Regions from separate parts of the Mus musculus genome. Here all the other regions are linked to region 2. The links are chromatin contacts, called in public ChIA-PET and HiChIP or PLAC-seq maps. All regions are on one chromosome and are shown on one strand. The core of a region is the stretch at or near the end of the contact, and the rest is flanking DNA. Distances in the headings are between cores, read along the strand shown. Region 1 has its middle 66 kb from the start of Gm23860. Region 2 overlaps Tox (thymocyte selection-associated high mobility group box). Region 3 has its middle 33 kb from the start of Gm23860.

Evidence for each region. HiChIP or PLAC-seq counts read pairs in DNA pulled down with a chosen protein or histone mark. ChIA-PET counts read pairs in DNA pulled down with a chosen protein or histone mark.
Region 1: a contact with region 2 is called in an RNA polymerase II ChIA-PET map of effector CD8 T cells, with 9 times the contacts expected there. The contact joins two enhancer-like sites. A contact is called at or near these places in 2 of 115 datasets of contacts at active chromatin or transcription factors (effector CD8 T cells and large pre-B cells).
Region 3: a RAD21 HiChIP or PLAC-seq map of pro-B cells shows a contact between it and region 2, with 25 times the contacts expected there. The contact joins two enhancer-like sites. A contact is called at or near these places in 1 of 15 datasets of contacts at CTCF or cohesin (pro-B cells), 1 of 484 Hi-C or Micro-C datasets (macrophages), 2 of 115 datasets of contacts at active chromatin or transcription factors (acute myeloid leukemia and large pre-B cells) and 2 of 9 other capture datasets (embryonic tail and embryonic trunk).

The regions. Positions count from the first base shown.
Region 1 is chr4:7,753,641-7,756,950 of GRCm38.p6, forward strand. No RefSeq gene overlaps it. Among named protein-coding and RNA genes, the nearest start is that of Gm23860, 66 kb to the right of the region's middle. Within about 2 kb of position 2,046, at least 17 of the 459 cell types and tissues checked have an H3K27ac peak or open chromatin away from gene starts, as enhancers often do. A contact at or near this core is called in effector CD8 T cells, where this site is marked.
Region 2 is chr4:6,923,576-6,926,747 of GRCm38.p6, forward strand. All of the region lies in intron 1 of Tox (thymocyte selection-associated high mobility group box), which reads right to left. Among named protein-coding and RNA genes, the nearest start is that of Tox, 66 kb to the right of the region's middle. Within about 2 kb of position 1,311, at least 92 of the 459 cell types and tissues checked have an H3K27ac peak or open chromatin away from gene starts, as enhancers often do. A contact at or near this core is called in effector CD8 T cells and pro-B cells, where this site is marked.
Region 3 is chr4:7,852,112-7,855,589 of GRCm38.p6, forward strand. No RefSeq gene overlaps it. Among named protein-coding and RNA genes, the nearest start is that of Gm23860, 33 kb to the left of the region's middle. Within about 2 kb of position 1,445, at least 19 of the 459 cell types and tissues checked have an H3K27ac peak or open chromatin away from gene starts, as enhancers often do. A contact at or near this core is called in pro-B cells, where this site is marked.

The sequences.
Region 1 (3,310 bases), core at 796-3,295, 830 kb after region 2:
TGCATTGCAATTCAAGTACAAAGCACAAAAAAACTCTATCTAGAAAATCACAGCCATCGTGTGTGTGAATAAAAATTTGCTATTGCTGAGAGACTATGATTAAAAAATATAAAGTAGTATCAAGGAGAATATTGAAACTGACAGGGCAAATACAGAGAAACGTTAACTGATTCTTTCAACCTCATAGGAGATAGCATCAAGGTTGAAAATGTGTTCATTTGGTTACTTTTCCTAGGGAAAAAAAAATAGGAAGAGGAAAGATTCCAGGGGGATATAACTTTAAGGAAACCATAGCAATAAGCATGGGCCTGTGTCTCTTGGGTCTGAAACCAATCAAGTATGGGTTAATAGGAAACAGGCTTTCGAAAAATGCAATAATTTTTTCTCCTTTTTAAAAAAATTGCCCGTGAGAGTATAATTTTGCTATGAACAAGTGCTTTTGTTATTTTAATCTATTAAAAGAAGTTGTTGGTAATAGGGTGCCAGAGAAAAAGGAAGGATGTGATCTGCTTGTGTATGTCCTTATCAGATCATCCATACCCAACCCTCTCTGGTGTGAGCTACTAAAGAGGGAAAAAAAGAGTCTCCAATGGTGGCGTCCGTGTGTTTGAATCTACTCATGAGGAAACAAAACAAATGCCACCCTCTTCAAATGCTCTTATCTGTTTATATTCATCTCTTGTCATGTCATATTATGTCATGGGCAAAATAGGACACCAACATGATAGGGACTCTACTGGTAATAAAAATAGTTTGAAAATGGAGACCTTGACTTATCACAATGCACTTCCAGGTTGAAATGAACATATTGAGCAGATGATAACAAGTATATGTTTTCCTAAGTCAGCTGTGATCAAGGCCTATGTTCTTGTCCTTTCTCAGTCTCTCTTATGTTTCTACAAAAGCTGATGTGTGGACTATGAACTGCATCTTCTGAGCCAGGACATAACTTTCTAGTTCTTAACAATGCATAGGAACTAACCAGGTTCATGAAGCAAACGGAACTCCCAATATGTGTGAAAATGCACATTTCTGCATCATATTTCAGACTTGACATCATCAATAAGGGTGAGACTCAGAGAGAAGCCTGGAGGCTTGCATTTCAATAAAGACTTTAGGTTGTTCTTACACACACCACTAATGCAGCAATGACACTACCAATTCCTCACAGCTAGATTTTAAAGTGAAAGAACAGCTTGTGGGAGTGTGTCCTCTCAACACTACCTTCTCTCTTTGCAGCTCCATATGCTAGGTTATTCGGATTACATTGTGCTTTCTTTAGTACATTATTATCCAGTGTCCATCAGAGCCAGGGTATATTTCATTTGGAGCCGCTGAACATTTCAGTGGTGGATAAATGTCCATCACAGATCAATTTAGTCTTAGAGACGTGAACGGCTTTATTGGAATGTCTTAATGACAGCACAGAAACTTCAGTTTGGTGGGGACATTTATCAACCAATAATGCTTCACTCAATTTAAAATCTGCTGAAAATGGACAAACAATTGTTAATATTAATTGACTAACATGATTTCATAGATAAAAGGTTTTTTTTCTTTTCAAATTAGAACTTGTTTCTTAAATAAACAAAATATTGCAACTGTTTTCTACAGTAGACATTTTTGTGTTTTTTAATACACAAGTAACTACTACTTTTGGATCTTAAGACCAATAGTACTCCTATTTCACATGTATATTACCCATTCTCTACATTAAGTGCCTAATAGATTATCACCTCTCCCTTTTTATCCTTAAAAATCAAATATTTAACTAATTTTCATTTGGATTAGTGTAAGCATTGCTCAAATTTTTCCAACTCCATTTTAATGTGCCACAGAATAAAAGTGTCACTAAATGCTTCTTTGTTCAGCTATCTATAATGACACTGCCAATCAAATTGTACATGGCTTTCCCTTCTGCAGCATAAACTGACTTAGTCAGTCTCAAACATGCTAGCTATTTTTGAGAAGTTGACCTCTAGAAAGTAAAGGTGTGGGCTCTGTGGCTAACCAAGGAAATGTGCTGCAGGGATGATAGGTAAGCTTTTCTGTAGAGTGGTTGATGGTTGAGGAAGCCAGTGTGGCCTAGAGGAAGGGGCCCCCATCTAGACATTTATTTCTTTCCTGTCTTCATATTACCAAGTCTTGTGTCTGTGGAAAACTTGCTTAACCACATGGCAGCTAGATGTAGGTAAATATGCCAGATCCTAATCTCAAAAGGATGGTCAAAAACACCCAAAATAACATTTTAAAAGTGATATATACATATGTATATATATACATGTGTGTATATATACATATGAATATATATATATATATATATATTAACATAAAATTGAGCACTTCTATGGATTGTTTAGGTAGTATACCTTAAAATTGTCAAAGCCAGAGTCAGTTGCTGTCATTTATGTCAATCATGTGATAAGCTAACAGGAAACATGTGTTCCTTTCCTATACTTGGGCTTCTTGGTATCAATTTCTAACTTGTTATTTGGTGAGAATTGTAAAAAGTGATAGATATATATCCATTCATCCTTTCCCTGTCTATTCTTCTGTTGTAACAGATTGTACCTCTTAAGGAAGAGCAGAGAGAGGAGCTTGACTGTGGTTATTTAGATCTATGTACATTCCTTAGATAACCAGCTTTTGGTTCATTATTCTTTGTGCATCTGCATACAGTGTTTACATTGTACAGTCAGCACCAAGGTCAGAATACAAGACAGTTCTATCACCTTAGGTATCCACCCAGTTGTCTTCTATAGATTAGCCCCTCAACTTGTCTAATTTCCTCCATTTACATGCCCAAGTCCTGGCAAGCCTTGGTTCATATTTGCCATCTTTTGTCATTCTGAAATGGTATGTGAGTGAAAATAAAAGCTACATGGCTTAGTAGCTTGACTTTTTCATTCAGCATAGAAACCTGAAGACTCACCCAAATGTGACATGTATTCACTATAATTTCTGTGGGAACCTCGGTTTGCTTTGTAGTTAGATGCTTTGTATTCTGTTTGTTTTTGTTTCACTTATAAAAATCTAAGTATTTAGCTACATGAGAGGATCTTTCAGAATCAATTTTCTTTGTTTTAATGATGCCCAATTTATCACTATGTCCTTTATAGATAAGACTTTTGGTTATCAAATTTAAAAACTGCATGTGAATCTAAGAACAAAGGTGAAATAAAATTGCGTAGATGTACATAACATTACTGTCAACATAAAAACATATTCCACAGAACCAACAGCAACAACAAAAGTCTTTTTACTATGTGAATCAAAAGGAACTTATAGTACAAAATTATCACATGAACAT
Region 2 (3,172 bases), core at 61-2,560:
AACAGAATTCAGCTACTAGTACAGAACTGACAAAGGCATTTCAGAAGTGACCAAGTCAAAGAATCAAAGCCAGAAGAAACTGCCCTAATTAAATCACAATATAGACATGGGAGGAGCAACTGAGAATAACTGACTTGTCTGCAGCAGCTACTTGCATTTCACTCTGATGAAACAGTTTAGAGGATCAGGAGTCTCACTCCATGATGACATAAACCCATATACCTGTTCTGGACTACAGAGCTCTAAAGTAAGTCTATGTGCTTAAAGATACATATATCTACAACACACACACACACACACACACACACACACACACACGCACACATGCATACACACACAGAAAAACCCAGTCTTTTTAGCAGAGCTATTACTTGGCTTAAACCATGGATGGGGTATGACTCTGTAGTAACATGGCTATTTTTCAAACAAGCATAGTAGAATTTAACAATAGACATGACTTTTCAAAGTAAAGGTTTCTTTAGACAATTCTTATGAATTCAATTGTCTGACAAATCCTGTTTTAGAATTACCTTCTTGGGTGTTTGCAAAATTGTTAAGGATTTAATAAATTTAAAATCAAATCAATCAGATGTATGCTAATATAGGAGTATGTTATATGGAATCCATAACTTTATCTAAAAAACCTTCTGACTCTGTTATATTCTTGAATATTTTCCTATTACTGTACTACAGGCAAAAACCAAAAAAACTAAAAAACAAAACAAAAATCTCAAAATTAAATGTAGTAAATAGACAAGCTCATTTATTAGGCAGTAGGCCAACCTCACAAAATATTGTCAACTAAATAACAAAGCTAATTTTTGAATACTTTATGACTTGAAAAATCCTTCTTTATGGACAATTACAGTAGAGCTGTTCTCAATGTCCTTCAAACTAGGGCAACACTTTCATGGCTATTGCATGGTGTTACTTGGAACCTTGAATCTCTGAGATGGTTGCAGTGTGTGCAGGTAACTTGTGACTTCCTTCCAACAACAGAAGCTCGAGGCTCAGGCACACCTGAACAATTACATTACACCTCTAACCAAGCAGAACAGCTCTTTTTCTTTCTTTCTCATTTGCGTATGGTACTGGGGTTCTGCAAGGACCACATAGGTAAGAATGGAGTCTTGGTTAATCATGTGAAACTGATGGATGCTGGCACTCAGGCCTGAATTCACTTAAATTCTGATACCAAATACAGTATAGAGGGACTGAAACTTGTGAATGGATACTTCCTGTCTGCTCATGGCACTGAACCCCAAGGGATGCCCTAAACCATAAGACTTAAAACCACAAAATACATTCTTCCTTTTTTCTGTTCTCTTTTCTCTTTTGGGGCCTACCAAATCCTCTCTGTACACAGCTATTTCCTTGAGCTGATATTGGCTGAACACTTAGAAACCACAGAATTATGTTGAGAGGTTAACACTCATTCCACGATAAAACTGTGTGGCTGTGTCATATGCGGAAATTGCCGGTATTGTTAAAGCTTCAGAGGGAGGAGTGAAGGTCACTTTCTTTTTTATGGCATTAGGCACATGGGCTTGGAGGGTGTTGGTGGATGGCAGCCACCAACTGTGTATGAAGCAACGGTGCTGCCAAAACTGTGAATAATTAACAGATCTGAAAATATAAATAGATGAAACCAATGGCACGTTTGCCAGGAGGGTTGACCATCACAACTTGGCTTCCCAAGGGCAAGTTTCTTCAAGAGCACCATTTCCCACCTGTCCCAGGCTGACTATGGAAAGTTGAGGGTGTATTTTGGTTTGGTTATTTTGTTTCATTTTATCCATATTGGTATAGGCTAAGGCAAAGTGTCTGTGAGGCAGACACAGGGCAGATGAACGAGTATTTGTAACACTTGATATTCAAACCCTTTGGGATAGAACATTTTATGCTTGAAAATATTTTCACTGGATATATGTACAGCCCCCTTTCACCTAGAACTGTTGATAAAAATAAGTCTTTTTTTATTGTGCTGTAATAGAGTATTCTAAAACTCTACACCTGAACTCTCTCAAAATACAACCCGTTTTCTTCTTAATACACATAGCAGAGCATGAAAACCATGTGTTAGCTGCATGATGAACTGGCAAGCCACAGTTTTGATTTCTTCCTTCCTTCTTTCCTTCCTTCCTTCCTTCCTTCCTTCCTTCCTTCCTTCCTTCCTTCCTTCCTTCCTTCTTTCTTTCTTCCTTTCTTTCTTTTGGTCATAGGACCATTTGGTTCTGCACATAATATTCTTCTGAGGAAAATGGTATACATTCACCTTTGAACTGAATTATTTTATGGTAATTAAGTGGATTTGACTCTCACCATTTTCCTGCCTTTAGGGTAAGACTTCATCTCAGTTTTCCTGTATAATTTCATTCGTTTTTCAGCTGCTTGCTTTCTATTCCTACTTCTATATGGTTTTGCTTTCTTAATTTCTACTTCTTTAGTTGCCCACAGATATGTGTTTTCTTCGTTATTCCAATGAGCTATATTTAGAAGCTAATATGCTACATTCCTTTAAAATACTTGAGTTTCAACTCCCCAGTACCCATATGTTATTTTCTATGTCTATATGATGTGGTAATAAAAGAGTTTTCAAAAACGTCTTGGAACTGGAGATTTTTATGTTTTGAGGAATTCCCAGGCAAGCTTTGAATCTTGGGGAAAGAGAGAGAGAGAGAGAGAGAGAGAGAGAGAGAGAGAGAGAGAGAGAGAGAGAAGATTTTGCTGCTGGGATGTAAAGGAATCATGCTTGATGTGTAAAGGCCACAATTCTGCTCTGACCTGCAGCCTGCTTTAACAGTGGCACGGACTGGCTGGATGGTCATGAAGTACAGAATACACAAGGTCAGTATGAATCACACCCAAGGTGATTCCTAATCAGAAGGCAAACTAAACACAGTTAAGATTCAAAAACAGACTCCTAGAATCCCGAAATTCTGCGGTCCTGTGCTCCATTCTCTCTCATGCTCTTGCCTAGAAAACAAAAGTGTCTTCTAGCATAAGTAAGTCATAATGTAAGGAAGTAAGCAACAAGTGAGTAATGGGTAAGAAGTTGACTTTTACAGAACTTAAAAATACATGTATTTTCTGACTAAATACTTTTGGTTACCATGGAAGGAGGCCAAAATACTTAAAGACTCCATTTTCCTTTAAGCTCAAAGGATTTACC
Region 3 (3,478 bases), core at 195-2,694, 930 kb after region 2:
ACTAAGCTGCAAAGCTCCTGAGAAACCTGACTCAATTCTGGGATACTTAAAATAATGATGACTAAGCCTTTTAATATATGCCCATATAGAGCCAAGATTCACATGTAGAAACATTTAATTTAGAAACTAGGGAAATGCTACAATCTGGATGGGCACAGACCAAGTTATCACAAGAAAATTTATTTCCATACATGAAGTTGGAATAAATCTATTTTAATGAAGTCTCCAATTGTCCTTTCCTAGATCAAACCATATGTAATTTAGCGAATCTTGATGTGCTTCATTTAAAAAACATCTTTAATGTCTCCACAAGGCAACTCCCTGAGATAGCACAAGCTTTTGGAACACCCACAAGAGAAGTGCGATTCAAATTAGTCCTCAAGCTGTTCAAATAAGGAGCTACAGCTGAAAGTACTGCAGTTCAACGGGGAGATACATGTATTTTTAAAGTTACTTGTATCTACCAGATAAGCCTGGCAAAATGAACCAAAAAGTGAAACCCAAATGAATAGTGTGAATTAACGAGTGAATTCTTCTAACCCTGGGAGCAAGACAAGATCACTGGGAAGATAAATAATTCTTGTTCAAATCTGGTGGTTTCTGCCACCATTCTTCCTGAAAGTGGTCCTGAAAATATTATTATTATTGGGCATGACACAATTTGGATTGAATTGCATTGCCTGATTTGATTAATTTCTAACTGAACTTCCAATTGTGACTCCTTCCCTTCCACTTCCAGGACATGCCACAACTCTATAATCAGAATATTTTGTCCAGCATCCTCATTGTGCAATGGCTTCTCCTCATTTTCTATTCACGGTTGTCACCACAGTTTAACAAACAGAGGAGCACTAACTATGCTGGCATAATTGTCTGACTCAGGCACTCAAAAGTGTAGTTTTAGCTGCTCTGCTAACTTTCAGACATGAGTGAACCACTTGACCTTGCTAGCCCAATTCTTGGAGTCAAGGGTTGGCTTGTTCATCGCTAAGGTCCTTTTCTACACAGTTATCCTATGATTCTGTAATGTATTTCTAAGCAGTTTGCTTAATCACTCAATTACCCAGCAGTCCTCCAGACCTGGAAGGGGATGATTACTTGCCAGGGGCATTGCAGAGGGTATTTGTGAATTAGCAGGAGGTCAGGTTTTAACCTCTGAGGTCCCTGAAACTCTGATTCTATTCTGGCTCTTGTATTGGCTGTTTCCTGGCCCAATGTTCTACCCATCAGGAGGACATTACCCACTCTTGGAAGCAACTGGTTTCTAGTTCATTAATAGAGAGATAACAGGCATTAAAAATCAAGCTGCTTGAATAAATGATAAATATAAACCATTACCAACTTGTCCTCATACTAAAATAATTGCATACAGAATCATTGTAAAATAATCTTGCTATGAGAAATAAAGAAAACAGAGGCATCATTTTGGTGCCCCCAAGTGGACATCCATGATGGCTGCAGTCAAATTACACCTTACAAAGTATTTCAGGGCATCTGGCAGACACACACACACACACAGACCTTTGGCGGTCTTGCATATTTCATGTTGTATAGATTCTAGAAGGTATTCTAGAAATTTTGGGTCTCTTCATGAACACTTTGCAGTTATCTAAGAAGAGACAGAGGTATATGACCACTCCCAAGTTAGTCTTCTGACTAACAGAGTTTGAATATCTAAGGAAAAAGACATTTCAGTGCATTCTCCAGTGAGACCTTTAGCATCTCCTCTGTTCATTTGCACCAAATGTCCAGCAGCTACTATCAACATTGCTTGCTTTGGACAAACATTTTGTTTCTTATTCATTCCTTTTAAACTTCATAGTATTGGTATATTTTGATATTAGATATTTAAACCTTGTGGGTTTTACACAGACTAAATACAATGATATAAATAAAACATATGCTGGACTACGTAATAACTAAATAAAACCTCTTATGAGTTCCTGCTATAAGAAAGATAATGTATTAAGCAAAGAGTCCTACAACCCCCCCCCCAAAAAAACAGCCAAACAGAAGCAGGTTGCTTATATGATAGGCAAAAGGACTCCCTTAAAATGTAACAGAAGATACCACAAAGAATAAAGGGAACCAATACCACAAGGGGCACTCAGTAGTTCAGTCAAAATATCCTGAGATATAGCTGAAAGAATTGTGTGTTTAAATGATAAATGAAGAGTTGAGACAATTTGATTTCCAGAACACCAGGTGCCTGTGTTGTGGATTAAGATGTTCTAGGAAGGCCTTTGTTTTTTTTTTTTTTGTTTTGTTTTGTTTTATTTTTTTGCAGGGAATGGAAATTAGAGAAGATAAAGGGGAGCAGTGGGGTGATGTTTTATGTTTCTAGGTTAGGAAATTATGGAAATAATCATAGCATAAAACTTGTAAGATTTGCTTGAAGAATAAGGAATTTGCTGAAGCAAAATATTAGGAATTATAAACAACTATAGATGTTAGTTAAAATGAAAGTGTAAGCTGTAAGCCAGGAAGCAAAATTTTGGCTTTGATTAATATTCATACTACAAGTGTTTATCTCATAGACTAGGATTAGTAAGATCACCACACTTTTGTCTCTCTTCCTTCTTCTCAGAGCTGCAACAGCCATTGCTAGGCAACCACTCCATTGTCTCTTACTAAGCACTGTGGGACCTTAGAGTCTGTCTCAATAACTTTAGCAAAAATGATGTTTCATCAGGATTGTCTCAAAAGATAAAACCAATGTGTGTCTCTTGCACTAGATTTAACGGTAAAAATAGGAAGACCCACACCTAATAAAGGTTGGTAAGCATTAGTCAGAACTGATCCTGCTTGAGACTATGGCCAGCATTCAGTGATCATTTATCATATCGATGTAGAATTTAGATGGTGGGTGCTCATGTATAGCAAAATAAACATTCATCGGGTAGCTGTTGTGTGCTGTTATGTATTACAATCTGGGAGCCTCTAGGAAGGAGGTTGAAGACAATGGATAGACCAGCTGAAGGTGTTAATAGGATCATAATGAATTAAAATCTAAAGCTGAAATGTACAACTAATATAGAAGGGAAAAAAGACTAAGCTGTGTTAGAAGTAAGTAAAAACTCCAAGGAAAGAGTGCACAAAGGGAAAGTCCAATGGGCAAGAAGAAGTATGAAAAATAAACACTAATGAGACAGGGAAATCAGAGATATTCATGAATTAAACAGTAAAGTGTTGATCACAGAGCTAGAAAAAAAAAAAAAAACAAGGAAAAGGGAAGTCTGCATTCTCAAAAGCCAATAGATGAGTTTAAAAATGCTGTGACCTGCCATTGGGCATAGTTCTTATGATAGAATTTATTGGACTTCACAATGAGAACATTACTGGTAACATGAAGAAATGATGTGTTTACACTGCAGAGTTGCAAAGCATAAATAGCCAAGTGCTTTCTCCCCAAAACTCTCCATGACCACGCTGACAAGAAAGCCAGTGTGAAAAGACAAAGTGAGGGGGCCAGCTGCTG